3 separate regions of the Mus musculus genome follow, and all the other regions are linked to region 3. The links are chromatin contacts, called in public HiChIP or PLAC-seq and promoter capture Hi-C maps. All regions are on one chromosome and are shown on one strand. The core of a region is the stretch at or near the end of the contact, and the rest is flanking DNA. Distances in the headings are between cores, read along the strand shown.

Region 1 (4,442 bases), core at 229-2,728, 330 kb after region 3:
GCTGAGCACACCCATGAGGTCGGCAAAGCCAAGCTGCATGCCCAGGTTGCCCTTGGCCGAGCGGTCCTGCAGCACGTAGGAGAAGAGCTCTGCAAACGACAGGAAGCTGCTGGCGGTCATGGGGCTCAGGGGCTCCAAGTTGTTTTGTTGCATGTCCAAGGCATACTTCCACAGACGGATACAGCGCTCGAAATTCCCGGAGTCCGCATAGACAGCACCCCGGTACCGTATGTAGTATGAAGTGTCAGGATGTGAGGGGCCCAAGATTCTCTCCCGTATCAGCAGCGCCTGCATCCGCATTTCATCAGGATCTGTAATGAGGGCTTCCAACTCTTGGGGTGTAGTCACCTCCCTGGAATAGTCATAGGCCAGAACCAGTTGCTGGGGCTCCGGCTTAGGGAGGTAGCCTCCACCCTGGTGACGGAGTTCCATCGCCCTTCTCCAGTGCTTCAGGGCTCCAAGCAGATCCCTTTTCTTATCCACGTAGGTGGCACCCAGCAGCTCCAAAGCTTCCACAGCTGCTTCCCGGCTGGTAGGGCAGCAGCTCTCATACGGTTCTGCTTCTTCTGGGGTGGAGCAGTGGTTTCCTGCCACCTGGGAGGAGCCTTCCCCGGGAAGCTCTGTCCCTGAGAGCTGCTCGTGGCCCGGCTGTTCCTGGATGAGGTACTCCACGATGTTGGTGTGCCCGGTGACGCTGGCGGCCAGCAGCGGGGTCATGCCATAGCCGTCGCGCTCCATGCGCGCGTGGCAGCCCAGCAGCAGCTGTAGGATCTCCAGGCTGCCAGATTCTGCACAGTCGTGCAGGGCGGTGTTGCCCTTGGCGCTGCGCCGGTTCACCTGTGCGCCGCGCTCCAGCAGGTAGCGCGCGATCTCGCGGTGGCCCTTGTAGCAGGAGATCATAAGGCACGTGTGGCCGTGGCGATTGGCCACCTCCAGGTCCGCCTTGTGCTCGCCCACCAGGTAGCGTACCACGTCCAGGTGGCCGTCGAAGCAGGCGGCGCGCAGCGGCGTGGAGTTGGTGCGCGTGGTGCGGTTGACCGAGGCGCCTCGGCGCAGAAGGCTACGCACCACGGCCAGGTGACCCGCGGCCGACGCTGCCCAGAGCGGCGGCGCGCCCTCGATGGTCTCGCCATCGAAGTGCACGGAGCCGCTCGCCTCCACGCTGGCGCCGCAGTGGTCCACCAGATACTCCACCACGTCTAGGTGTCCACGGCGCGCTGCGATTAGCAGTGGCGTGCCACCGCCGGCCACCTCACCCAGCAGCTCCTCCAGCTCCTCACGCCCACGGCCGGCCAGCAGCTTCTGCAGCAGCGGCAGCTTGCCGTCGTGCGCCGCATTGTACACCGCTGTGTGCAGATCCATGCTGGAAGCCTCGCTGCTGGATCTAGCCGGGCCGCCGGTCGCCAGAGACAACCTTCACCTTCTCCCGGGCTGTCATCTTAGCGGGTCTCCGGGAGGAATAAAATGGCCGCCGCGAAGGGGCGAGGACAGAGTGTGCACAGGCATGCTGGGAAATGGAGTCCTATGAGCGATCGCCCGCCGAATGATACTGGAATCAGAAAAGCGAAAAAACTACATTTCCCGAAAGGGATAGGGGGGAACCGGTGACAGGACGGCAATTTCCGCCAAGCAAGGCCAATGGTTAGTGCGATCCTTGGGAAATGTGGTGACATACTTCCTGGTATTGACTCTAAGGCGGAGATTGCCGGCAGCATGTTCTCACTCAGTTCCCAAAAGGACGTCTCTCAAAAGGGTCTCAGTTTTCAATTCCTACCATGCAAGTCTATAAAGTTGTATGTGACCCTGAGTATTTGATGACATACTTCCGGTTACTGTCACTGACACAGACTCTAGACAGGGCAAGAAGTCCGAGCTTTAGCTCGAAGAATACTGGGCGAGGTACCATTGAAAGACTACAGTTCCCATCATGGAAATACACCATGTTTTGAGGGGCTCTGAGCAGCTTGGCCAGGTGATAATGTGCATTCTGTCATTCATGTCAGAATCCACAGGAAAACATGAAGTGGGGGAAAAAGGAATTCGCTTCCCACAGCGCCGTGGGGCACCCGCGAGACGAAATGTAAATAAAAAGCCTCCCTTCGTATCGGGCAAGGCTCGGCGGCCCTTGCGGACGACCCAGGGTAGCGTGGTGCTGTACTTCCGGTTTTCGAGGTCGCGCAGGCAGGAAATGAATGGGCCTCCGCCTCCTTTGCGGACTACATTTCCCAGCGGGCAACAAAGGCAACTCCCAGCCAATCCGGAGCGAGGTGGAAGGCGAAGGGCTTCTACGAAAGGCTTGCTGACCAGCAGGGGGCGCGCGCCGAGTGTAAGATCTTGAGCTGGCAGCGCACCCCAACTCGCCTTTAGCTATTTGCAGAAATGTTAGGCAGTCTCGATTTTCACGTTAGCTTTTCTTTTTCTTTCTTTCTTCTTTTTTTAAGGAGCCACATGCGGGGCTAGAGAGATGGCTCAGTGGTCAAGAGCACTGACTACTTATCCAAAGGACTCTGGTTCAATTCCCAGCACCCACATGGTAGCTCCCAACTGGTCTGTAATTCCAGTTCAAGGGATCTTACACTAATGCACATAAAATAAAATTAAATAAATAAAAAATTTAAAGGCCACATGCTTTCCCTCCATCCGCCAAGGCCAGCAGAGGGCGTCGGGATCTTTGCCGCTGGAGTTACTGGTGGTGTGCGCATCCCTATGGTTGAGAGTCACAGCTGAACCACTGCTCCAGTTCCTCAAGGTCTTTTTAAAGATCAGTTTGAGGTAGGATTTCATGTAGCTCCGGTTGATGTCAATTCCCGGGACCCTCGTGATGGAAGATGAAAACTGATTCCCAAGGGCTGTCCTCTGACATCCATACATGTTCTGTAGCACATGGACACACACAGAGAATAAGAAAAATAAATGTAGTTTAAATTTGTATTATTGTGTGTGCACACACACACCGCAGCACAGGCACAGAGATCTGAGGACAACCCTTGGGAGTCATCCTCTTCCACCGTGTGTGCGTCCTGGGGCTCAAACTCAGGTCATCAGATTTGGCAGCAAGCACCTTTGCTTGCCTAACCACCTCACTAGTTGTTTTTCTTTGTTTTCAATATGATTTGTCTTTCTGTACTCCCTCAGGCCTGCAGTGAGTCAGCTCCAAGGAGACTGGGGGGGGGGGGGGCTGTGCTGGTGGCCACTCCAGCTCCTGTCTGCACCTTGTGTCTATCCATACCTCAGCCTGTCTCTGCTCTGCATAGCTCCTCTTCAGCTTCTGACATTTGCTTGTCTTGCACAGGCTGCTTGCCCCTGGCACCCCACTGCGTGTGAATAGCCATAAGCCACCTCGGAACCCCTGACCAGCAACTCTCATGTAGAGCCACAGCTGAGCCTCTGGCACGCACTAGCCATGCAAGAGACTCAGACAATTAGAGCTTCACCAGGGCTCTCCCACTAGGTGCATATCTCCAGGCTGTGGTGGCACAGGTGCATGCCTTTAATCCCAAAACCCAGGAGGCAGAGGCAGTTGGATCTCTGAGTTCGAGGCCAGCCTGGTCTAGAGAGTGAGTTTCAGGAAAGCCAGGGCTACACAGAGAAACTGTCTCAAAAAAAAAACAACTATATATTTATTATTGTTTATTTATATTGGTTTATGTACACATATACATGTGTATATATTTAATATTTTTAAAGATTTATTTATTTATTATATGTAATACACTGTAGCTGCCTTCAGACACTCCAGAAGAGGGCGTCAGATCTTGTTACGAATGGTTGTGAGCCACCATGTGGTGGCTGGGATTTGAACTCAGGACCTTTGGAAGAGCAGTCGGTGCTCTTAACCGCTGAGCCATCTCTCCAGACCCTTAATATTTTAATACGTATGTTCTTAAGCACCCAGAAAGTAGAAAAGGTGGTAGCACAGATCCCAGAGTTGCCAAGCCCAGGCTGGGAGGACCTGCTCATTCTCTAAACAGTTGCTGATGGGGTTTGGGGAGGAAAGGAGCTTAGAAGCTGGGCGGCGGCAGCCAGGACCAGGCTCCAGGAGGAAAGTGGGGAGGCCCATGGAACGGTACACCAATATGCAATTCATATCTTCCCGGTCAATCACAGACCAACGGCTTCAACACTGAGCGGTTCTCCTGGTGTTGAAGATGGACCCCAGGGCCTCTGCCGATGCTTGGCATGTGCTCTCCACTGAGCCACCTGGACACATTATGTAATCGTAAAAAAAGATTTTATTTTTATTTATATGGGTGTCAGTGCAGGTACCTTTATAGGCCAAAGGGGGGTGGGCATCAAGTTCCCTGGAAGTGGAATTACAGAGGGTTAAGCCGCCATGTGGGTGCTGAAGCTAAAGTTTATCATCCTCAAGAGCAGAACAGGCTCTAAGTGCTCATCCATCTCTTCTACCCTGGAATATGCCATTTTAAAACACATCTTCGTCT
Region 2 (4,401 bases), core at 828-3,327, 290 kb before region 3:
AGGCCTCGTAGTACTCGATGTAGGTGAGCAGTTGCCAGCTTTTCTTGTACTTGGAACCGATCGCCAGGTAGTGTGAGTACTTAGTGGCCGCGCTCATGATCAAGTCGGGAACTGTGACCGGAGGCTCGTTATCTAGTGGGTCCTTGCCCATGCGCAGCTGCACCTGGCCTTCTCGCTTAGATGTCCAGTAGCTGGAACCTGTGGCGGGGTCAGAGGTCACTCCATTTGTTGGGACGAGAGATGAGGTCCTCGGGAGGACAGAGAACCACTCTCCCCAGAACAGGGCAGAAGGTCAGAAGTCACTTCCCCCACGAAGATCGGAGGAAGAACAGGGAGTCATTGTCACTGTCCCCTGTTGTGGATAGCCCTGGGGCTAATTATATTTGATGTCAATTCCGTTCTCCTGTGAGAGGCCGTGAACAAGGAATGAGTCAGCACTCAGGTGATTTCCAGTAAACTTGCTTCCCGCCTTAATTTGTAAAATAAAGGAGAGCTGATGATTGGGCAGATAAAAGGGAAGGTGGAATTGAAGGTGGGAGAGAGAGAAGGAGAAAATGGAAGAGGGAGAGGATGCAGAGGAGGAGGAAGAAGAAGAAAAGCAGAGCAGAAGCACATGGCCTGGAGATACCTCGAGTTCTAAGGGGTCTCATAGATGTGGAAGACGGTAGTGTAGCGGTAGATCTGCCCAATCTAGGCATACAGCATGTCTTCATATTAATGGTGTTGTGTTTTCATTGCTGGGGCATATTTGGGTTGGAGAGATTTACAGCAACAGTCCCCCACCCTCCACCCTCCACCACCTCAGGTGGATGGAGGTCAAAGGTCACTCCAAAAGACTGGGACAAAGGACAGGAGTGCTGTTCACTGCTCCCTGACCCACAGAAAGGAGAACATGGAGTCAGGGTTACTGTTCCCAAATGGACAAGGCCTTGATGGTTGGTCACATGATCGCCCTGGCAAAGGTCACATGGCCATAGGTATCACCCTTACTCCTTCCCCCGGTTACTTAAGCCCTCTCCACAGGACTTCAACGGCCACTGACCACCTACCCCAGTAGACCAGTGCTGCTCTACTACTGATCCCAGAAGTGTGCCTGGGCTGACAAGAGGACCCTGCTGCCACCCCCACCCTCTCCCTGCACGGGGTGGGGGGCAGGGCTCCCACCTGGGGTCAGTATCTCAAAGTTATCTGCTTGTGCCTTCTTCGATATTGCACTGTGAATTTTGTTCTTCAAGATGGTTTTGGTTTTCAGGATCCTCCTGGAGGTCTGAAGGTTATCTGATTCCTTAGGGTCAGTCATTCCCACGACACAGACCCAGCACAAAGATGTTCACGCACACAGTTACAGAGGGCAGAGGACCAGGTGTCCACAGTGGGGTGTCTGCTTCCTCAAAGGGCGGGGTGGATGGTGGTGGAATTGGCCAGAGAAAGACAGGAACCTCACAGACCAGGATAAGGGAGCAGGAGTGGATGCTGGCAAAAGAAATAAAACAAGCTGGGTGTTAGTGGGGGACATTCCTTGTGTGTGGCGTGTATGCAGACCTGTGGAAGCTAGACAGAGGTCGTCAGCAAATCTCTTCTTCCTCAGCTATGTTCCTTCCATTGAGGCCTGTCTGGCAGTGACCATCCACACCTCTCCCTTCCCGAGCCCATAGCTTGCCTATTGACTAAGCTGACTGCCAGTGAGCAGTAGGGGTCTCCTGTTATAGGTGTATGCTGCTGCACCCAGCTTTTTTTGTGGGAGAGAGGACTGAACTCATGTTCTCCAGTGGTTGAGTGCTGTGTGAACTCAAGGGTAGCCTGGGCTACATGGGACTCTGGAGAGGGGAGTAGAAAAGAAGGGAGAGGAAAGGAGGAGAAAAGAATAGAGTTTCCAGGACCTTCTGTGCCTAGTGGCACCGGCGTTTCCTGAGAGGCTGGGGCAGATGTTGTTGTCCTCAGCCCTCTCTCCCCACCACAGGCTGCCACTTTATCAACTGGTACGACAGTGGTGACTCTTGTCCAGCTCTGTCACCACCTCCCACTGTAGCCACAGAAGGACACGCAGCCCCCCAGACTGGACATCCTCCAGAACATTCCCTTCTACATTTCAAGGCAGTTGTTGTGACATCACTGTGTTCCGTAAGCCAGGGCCACGATGGCAACATGACCCAAGGTCCCCTTCTGGTCATACACCAGAAACCATTGAAATAAGAGACTCAGGTCTGTCACACAGCCATATCCACACAGTAGCCACGCTTCTTAGCTCATGGTCACTGACAGAGGAGGGAGCAAGGGTGTGGACACTCCAGGCTGAGAGGACATCCTGAAAAGATGCCCATGCCAACGTGGAGGAACGATGATGACCCTGTCCAGTGAAATACGCCAGACGAGGGCACATACCCCAGGGTCGCACTTGCAGGCCCCAGAGCAAGTCACAGAGACAGGAAGTGGGTGGTGCAGACCTGGGAAAGGAGGGGAGTGAGCACTGAATTGGGGCAGAGCTTCAGACTGGGGAGACCGAAGGCTCTAGAACTGGATGGTGATGACGGTTTCACAGTGTAAATGCATGTGCATATGGCCTGGGCTACATTTTAACTCCCTGTGTAGCCAAGGATGACCTTGGTCCTCCTGCCTCCACCATCCCCAGTGTTGGTTTGACAGGCATGTGCCATGCCATTCATGTGATGCTTGGAATCCCAGACCTTGCACATGCTATTTGAGCACTACCCACTGGGCTACAGTGCCAGACCCTTTATGGTAGTTTTTTTGTTTTTTTGTTTTTTTTTGGTTTTGAGACTCCCCATAGGTTCTTGAATGGCCCTGTCTGGTTTCATTTCTATTTCTATCGAATGTAATGCACAGTGCTCAACACTGGAGCTGGAAAAACTGTTCAAGCACATACAGATATCTGAATGAATGAATGAATGAATGAATGAATGAATAGATGAGTAAGTACACTGGTGAGTGGCTGAAGATTATATGCATGAATGAAGGAAGGAATGAATGAATGAGGGAATGATGGGTGAAGGAAGCTTACAATCCCCTTCCCCAGGGAGTACTTTTCTCCTGAGGCTGGGTGCAGGGGAGGACGGCCAGTGATGTCATAAGGGGTGTCCTGAGCAGAAGGTTCCAGAAGCCTGAATTATGGAGTTGTGTTGGGTGGGAACCCATCTACCACCATCACCCTGGCTAGACTGAGGGGTGACCAGAGCAAGAAGGGGACAACACACACACACACATACACACACACACACACACACACACACACACACACACACACACGCTTCTGGGACCACCCACCACTGACCAACTCTGTGGAAGGAGAACTACCTTGCTGACCAGATGTCTCCATCTGTGACACCTGGCCACCTTGTGAAAGTTGGTAAGGTTCCTGAGAGGATCTCTGCGTGGGGCACGTGACCGTGACAGAACGGAGCCCACATTTAGGGAAGGCCAGAGTTTAGTTTTTCCCTAAGAAGGCAAGACTGCCTTAAGCTCCCTATACTCCTGCACTAAAGGTGAGGACTTAGGCTCTAGAACCTGTAGCTGAACACCATAAAAGCTGAACGTGGACGAGCCCACCTGCAGCACCAGCACCTGCCGTACTCAGTGTCAAACAACAGACAGAGACCCCGTGGCACTGTGGCAATGTGCATTGTTTTGGGTGTCTGTAGGGTCCTACCGTGTCTGCCGCATGCAAGGGATGTCTGAAGTCCATTTTGTGTATTTGTGGCCAACTTGGGCTGCTCCCTTTGAGGCACTATCTCCCACAGAACCAGGAGCTTGCTGAGTGGGTCAGATGGCTGTCCATGAGCTCCAGCAATCCCCCTGCCTCCGTCTCTCCAGAGCTAGGGATACGGATGCACACCACCACACTTGGGATTTTTACATGTGCTGGTGATTCAAAGGCAGGTTCTTGTGCTGTGCATGCCCTTACTAATGGAGCCATCTTCCAAGCCCTTAAGTTTTGTTTTGTTTTGTTTTGTTTTGTTTTGTTTTGTTTTGTGATAGGGTCTCACCGTGTTGCCCTGGCTTACCTGGAACTCTGTAGCTCCAGCTGACCTTAAACTCAGTGACCCACCTGCCTCTTCCTCTCAAGTGTTGGATTAGAGGTACACACCACCACATCCAGCTTGTTTCCAACCTTCTTTGTGGAATATTAAAATGTTTTAATGTTACATTTTGAGAGCTTCGACTCTGTGATCACAGCCCTCCAGAGATCTGTGGTGACAGCACCTACCCTGTGCGTAGCTACAGATTTTTAAAAATTACTTTATTATTGTTGTGTATTTTGTGCCTCTGTGGGTGGTCATAGGACAGCTTGGGGTGGTCAGTTCTCCCCTCCCATGTGGATCCTAGCATTCGGCAGGATTGACAGTGAGTGCCTTCAATGGTGAGCTGACTGGCTGGACCAATAAT
Region 3 (4,291 bases), core at 1,430-3,929:
CTCCCTCTTTAAAAATCCAACCCAGAGATGGTCACAACAAGCAGGCAGAGGGACAGTACTGTAGACTTACCCTCTGATCTGACAAACATACAGGGGTGTGAGTGGAGACAAGCACAGACCAGGGTCCCTCTGCAACCCCCAAGAGGACAATGAGAACAGCACCCTAAAGCCAACCCTCAACTTCTAGTCTTGAGAGAGCTTGGTACTGCCAAGGCTGCACAGTGCCTCACCAGCAGGCCGAGCATCACCCTGGCCACCCCCTTTCACACCCTGTATGTTCTGTAGGTGACACCAGTGTAGGGAGCTTCTTGCCCATTCCAATAGAGATGTAGTGTCCTTAAAAAACAAACAACAAGCTGGGCAGTGATGGCGCATGCTTTTAATCCCAGCAGGGATTAAAGAGGCAGACGGATTTCTGAGTTCAAGGCCAGCCTGGTCTACAGAGTGAGTTCCAGGACAGCCAGGGCTACATAGAGAAACCCTGTGGGGGGGAGGGGGGGGACACGACGATGACACAACCAACAAACCAAAAAAAACCCAAAAACAAACAAACAAAACCCCCAAAAAGCCACCAAACCAAACCAACTGAAAAGAGTGCCTGACGTTCAGTAGGTAGTGTGCCTGCCCTGGCCTCTAACTTCCACACCTCATCTCACAAGCAAGTAATGTTATATGCTGTACATGTTCACAGTACATGAGAGGCCAGAAGACAACCTCAGCTTTCTCTTAGGTACCATCCACCTTGTCTTACAGACTTGACTGGACTAGTCAGGCAGTGAGCCTCAGGGATCGTCCTGTGTCTGTGAGCACTGGGATTGCGGCTGGCACCCCACCTGACCTTTACTGTTGGTGCTGGGCACAGAGCTCAGGCCTTCACACTGCTGCCCTCTCTGCTTGTCACAGTGTCTTCTCTCAACAGCAACTGGTGACTGACTTTGGATGGATCTAGGAGGGTTAAATCTCCAGTTCCTTGTGCAAGGGATGACTGGGCAGATGACAATGTCTGAAAGCTAGAGGGGACAGCTTTTCAAGGTGTAACACAAACAAAGTCTGCTTTCTAAGGTGGAGTAAACAACTACAAAAGCCAAAAGGGGGCCCTGTGGAGACTGAGCTTGTTTACCTGGACTAGACTGCAAGCCAAGCAATGCCTACCCTACCCTGAAGGCAAGCTACTACTGCCTTGATCTGAGGACACTCAGAAGAGGTTAAAGGTCTTCCTGACAGAGAATCTAGGCCACAAAGGAAGGCAATAGAAATGAGCCTCTTTCTCAGGGGGCTCAGTTTGAGGCTGGAACTAAATCCTCCGACTCCCACCTGACCACACAGAATGGAGTGTTATAGCAGTTGTGTGGCAGATGGTTCCAAGGGCCTCTGCAATATTGGGCAAGCATGTTACCTCTGATCTATGTGTCCAACCCCTTTTTTTTTAAAAAAAAAAAGAGACAAAACAAAAACCTACTATGTTTTACAGAAAGGCTTTCACGCATCCCAAGATGGCCTCAAACTTAGGATCCTTCTGCCTCCACCACTCCCGGCCTTAGGAAGTATTTGGGATAAAACTTAGGGTTTTGTGCATGCAAGGTAAGCACAATACCAAATGAGTAGCACACTACCAAATGAGTAGCTCTTGGACCTACTTTATACTTTGAAAAAGGCTTAGCTAGCCCTGAACTCTAATATTCAGGTTGGTTTGGAACTCCTCTACAGCCCAGGTTGGCCTTGAACTCACATCTGACTTACCTTTATCAACAGAAAAAAACGTTCTTTCCTTCCATCTCGTATCTTCCCCTAGCTTAGTTCTAGCAAAGAATTAGAAACAATTTATTTTTCCGCTTTGTTTTTGTTTTTTGTCTCCCTGGGCTACCTACATCCTCCGGCTGTCTGCGAACTCTGAGAGTTTCTCATGTTTCATCTCCACCACCCCTGCCCCCAACGTCACTGTGTCTTCCCAGATTAAAAGAAAAGAAAAGAAACAAAAACCACCTGTTCTGCCTCGGGGGCCGAAAAGGGACTTGGGATCGAATCCCGCCACAAGCTGACCCCACTGGATGACCTTGGCCGAGTCCCCTTCATCCCCCTTTGGGGTTGGGACTAAGCAGTACAGGGAACGCGGTGTCATCGATCCCCCGAACCCGTTCGTGGTGTTATTTCCCTCTGGTCGCATCGCTGGGGGCGTCGAGATTCGAATCCTTGCACCCGGCGCCCGCGGAGCCCCAGTATTAGCGCCCAGCGCGAAGGCCAACGGGCCACTCCGGGCCCGGCGGTGGGTGTCGCCATGGCGACCATGGGGTTCCCCCCCGCGAACCTCACCTTCTTCAGCCGCTCCATCAGCACGCTCTTGTTGCCGCTCGAGTCGAGGTTCCGCTTCTTCAGCTCCGCCCGCAGGTCGATCACCCGCAGGTCGCTGAGCCGCCGCGTCCCGGTCTCTGACGCCGCGGAGCTCACGGCCGCCGCGCCCGCCGCACTCGCGTCTCCTAAACCCGACAGAGTCTCCGCCATTCCAGGGACCCTGGTTCCGTCGCCCACTTCACACAGAACCGGGTCAGTGGGTTTGCGTGAGTGTGTTTTTTTTTTGATTTGTTATTATTATTATTTTTTTGAATCTCGGCCCTCTTACCACAAAATGGCGCCGCCTGAGAGGGAACCGCTTCAGCCTCCCCGGAGGCGCACCTCGACACTGCGCAGGCGCCGCCGGCGCGAGCCCTACGCTCTCAGACGCCTTTACCCAAGCGCAGTGTGCGCGGCGGCAGAGACGACGTAGGCGCGCCTCGCCGGCTCGCGCTTGGCCGCGGACCAAGACGCATGCGTGCTACAGGTCGTGCGCCTGCGCATCACTGTCGGAGCGCTGGCCGTAGAGCGGTGGCGTGCGCAGCCGGGCAACGCTGCGAGAGGCAAACGGGGGTCAGTGAGCGTAGCGAGGCGGTGCGCGTGCGCATTAAAAAGAGGGTGGCGACGGGGCCGGGGGGGGGGGGGGGAGGGGGGGCTTACGACCGGTTGCGCATGTGCACTTGTACCCGCGAGGCTCGAGACTGCTTTGGCGTGCGACCTAGGAGGTGCGTCAGAGCTGTGCGCCTGCGCAGCCGCAAAGGGAGGCGGGAGGAAGCGAGTGCGTTTTCCTCTTCGGCAGCGCCATTTTGTACTACCTCCGAGCCGCCACAGCTGGTGCCAGCGAGTGGAGGGGGTTCCGGAGCGAGTTGGGAAGTCGCGGAAGCGAGGATGGCGGAACCCGGGACCGGGTCGGGCGACCCCGCCTTTGGTCCGGGCGCCTCGGAGAGTGGGACGCGGCGGCTCAGCGACCTGCGGGTGATCGACCTGAGGGCGGAGCTGAAAAAGCGGAACCTGGATACGGGAGGCAACAAGAGCGTGCTGATGGAGCGGCTGAGGAAGGTGAGGGAACCCGAGTGGCGCCGTGGACCCGGGCACGTAACTGCCCGCGCAGACTCGGGCCGGCCTTCCCACCCCGAGCCCCCCCCCCCGACTTCGGTCTGTGCTGTCAGTTACCGAAGCAGCCGAGGCTGTGTGACCTTTACTAGTCGCTGCCCCTCTCTGTGTCTCGCCTCCCACTTGCCCCGGGATTTGCAGGAAGCCGGGCCTTGTTGAGTAATCGGGTGGCTCTGGGCACGTCTCCATGATGACCTTGCACCTGCAGCTGTCTTTTCCGCCACCCTAGTTTTACTCTTCTGGGGAATCTATCAGTCAACCCCACTGTTGGCGGTGCCCAGTGTCTCTGCACAGACCATGTTCGCTCCCAGGTCCGGTCCCCTCGCGCTTCCCTGGTCTTGGAGCCTAGTTGTCATCTCGAGTCAGCGTAAGATGTCACTTTCCTCCCCCTAGACAAGAAGTCTTGTCTACTGCCCTTCAGCGCTTGACACAAGCTTGCCTCTGTGGAACAGGGTCCTTGAGGGTTAGGGACTCCTGATTGGCTGCAAGTAGAAGGCGCCAGAATACTTTGAGGGAAAATTGGCCAGCGCTTTCTTCTTCGGTCTATGTTGTTTTTCCTTATCAAAAATCAGCGCCTCCCCTCCCACGCAAAACTTTTTTTGGAGAGCTACTGTGGCCCAGTGTGGCCTTGGACTTGCTGTGAAACCCAGACTAGACTTCAGCTCTTGGTCTCCTGCCCCCCCTTTTCACTTCCAAAATGCTGGAATTAAAGGTTTGCTTTGTTATGGGAGGCCTTTTGAGCGCCCCATTCAGCTCTTTGCCCTGCCTGAATCAAGGACAGGTTTCCTACCATCATCCCTGTGTTTGATGAAAGAGCACACAAGATGAGCGGTCACCAACCCTGATTTGG

Evidence for each region. Promoter capture Hi-C pulls out the DNA fragments that hold promoters and counts their contacts. HiChIP or PLAC-seq counts read pairs in DNA pulled down with a chosen protein or histone mark.
Region 1: an H3K4me3 HiChIP or PLAC-seq map of embryonic stem cells shows a contact between it and region 3, with 13 read pairs. The contact joins the promoter of Fem1a here to the promoter of Safb in region 3. A contact is called at or near these places in 13 of 39 promoter capture datasets (the 3T3-L1 cell line, the C10 cell line, the HPC-7 cell line and 9 more), 1 of 15 datasets of contacts at CTCF or cohesin (the NIH/3T3 cell line), 5 of 484 Hi-C or Micro-C datasets (CD4 T cells, bone marrow-derived macrophages, cardiomyocytes and 1 more), 17 of 115 datasets of contacts at active chromatin or transcription factors (astrocytes, bone marrow-derived dendritic cells, bone marrow-derived macrophages and 13 more) and 2 of 9 other capture datasets (adipose tissue and liver).
Region 2: a promoter capture Hi-C map of embryonic stem cells shows a contact between it and region 3. The contact joins the promoter of Acsbg3 here to the promoter of Safb in region 3. A contact is called at or near these places in 2 of 39 promoter capture datasets (embryonic stem cells and liver).

What each region holds. Positions count from the first base shown.
Region 1 is chr17:56,253,829-56,258,270 of GRCm38.p6, reverse strand. It overlaps Fem1a (fem 1 homolog a), which reads right to left and starts at 1,478. Exons shown (of 1, transcript NM_010192.4): 1 at 1-1,478. The coding sequence starts at 1,362.
Region 2 is chr17:56,873,160-56,877,560 of GRCm38.p6, reverse strand. It overlaps Acsbg3 (acyl-CoA synthetase bubblegum family member 3), which reads right to left and starts at 2,077. Exons shown (of 14, transcript NM_030141.2): 1 at 1,881-2,077; 2 at 1,165-1,473; 3 at 1-198. The coding sequence starts at 1,300. Acsbg2 (acyl-CoA synthetase bubblegum family member 2) reads left to right here and starts at 3,114. Exons shown (of 15, transcript NM_001039114.1): 1 at 3,114-3,364.
Region 3 is chr17:56,583,370-56,587,660 of GRCm38.p6, reverse strand. It overlaps Safb (scaffold attachment factor B), which reads right to left and starts at 2,679. Exons shown (of 21, transcript NM_001163300.1): 1 at 2,311-2,679. The coding sequence starts at 2,499. It overlaps Safb2 (scaffold attachment factor B2), which reads left to right and starts at 3,076. Exons shown (of 21, transcript NM_001029979.3): 1 at 3,076-3,387. The coding sequence starts at 3,217.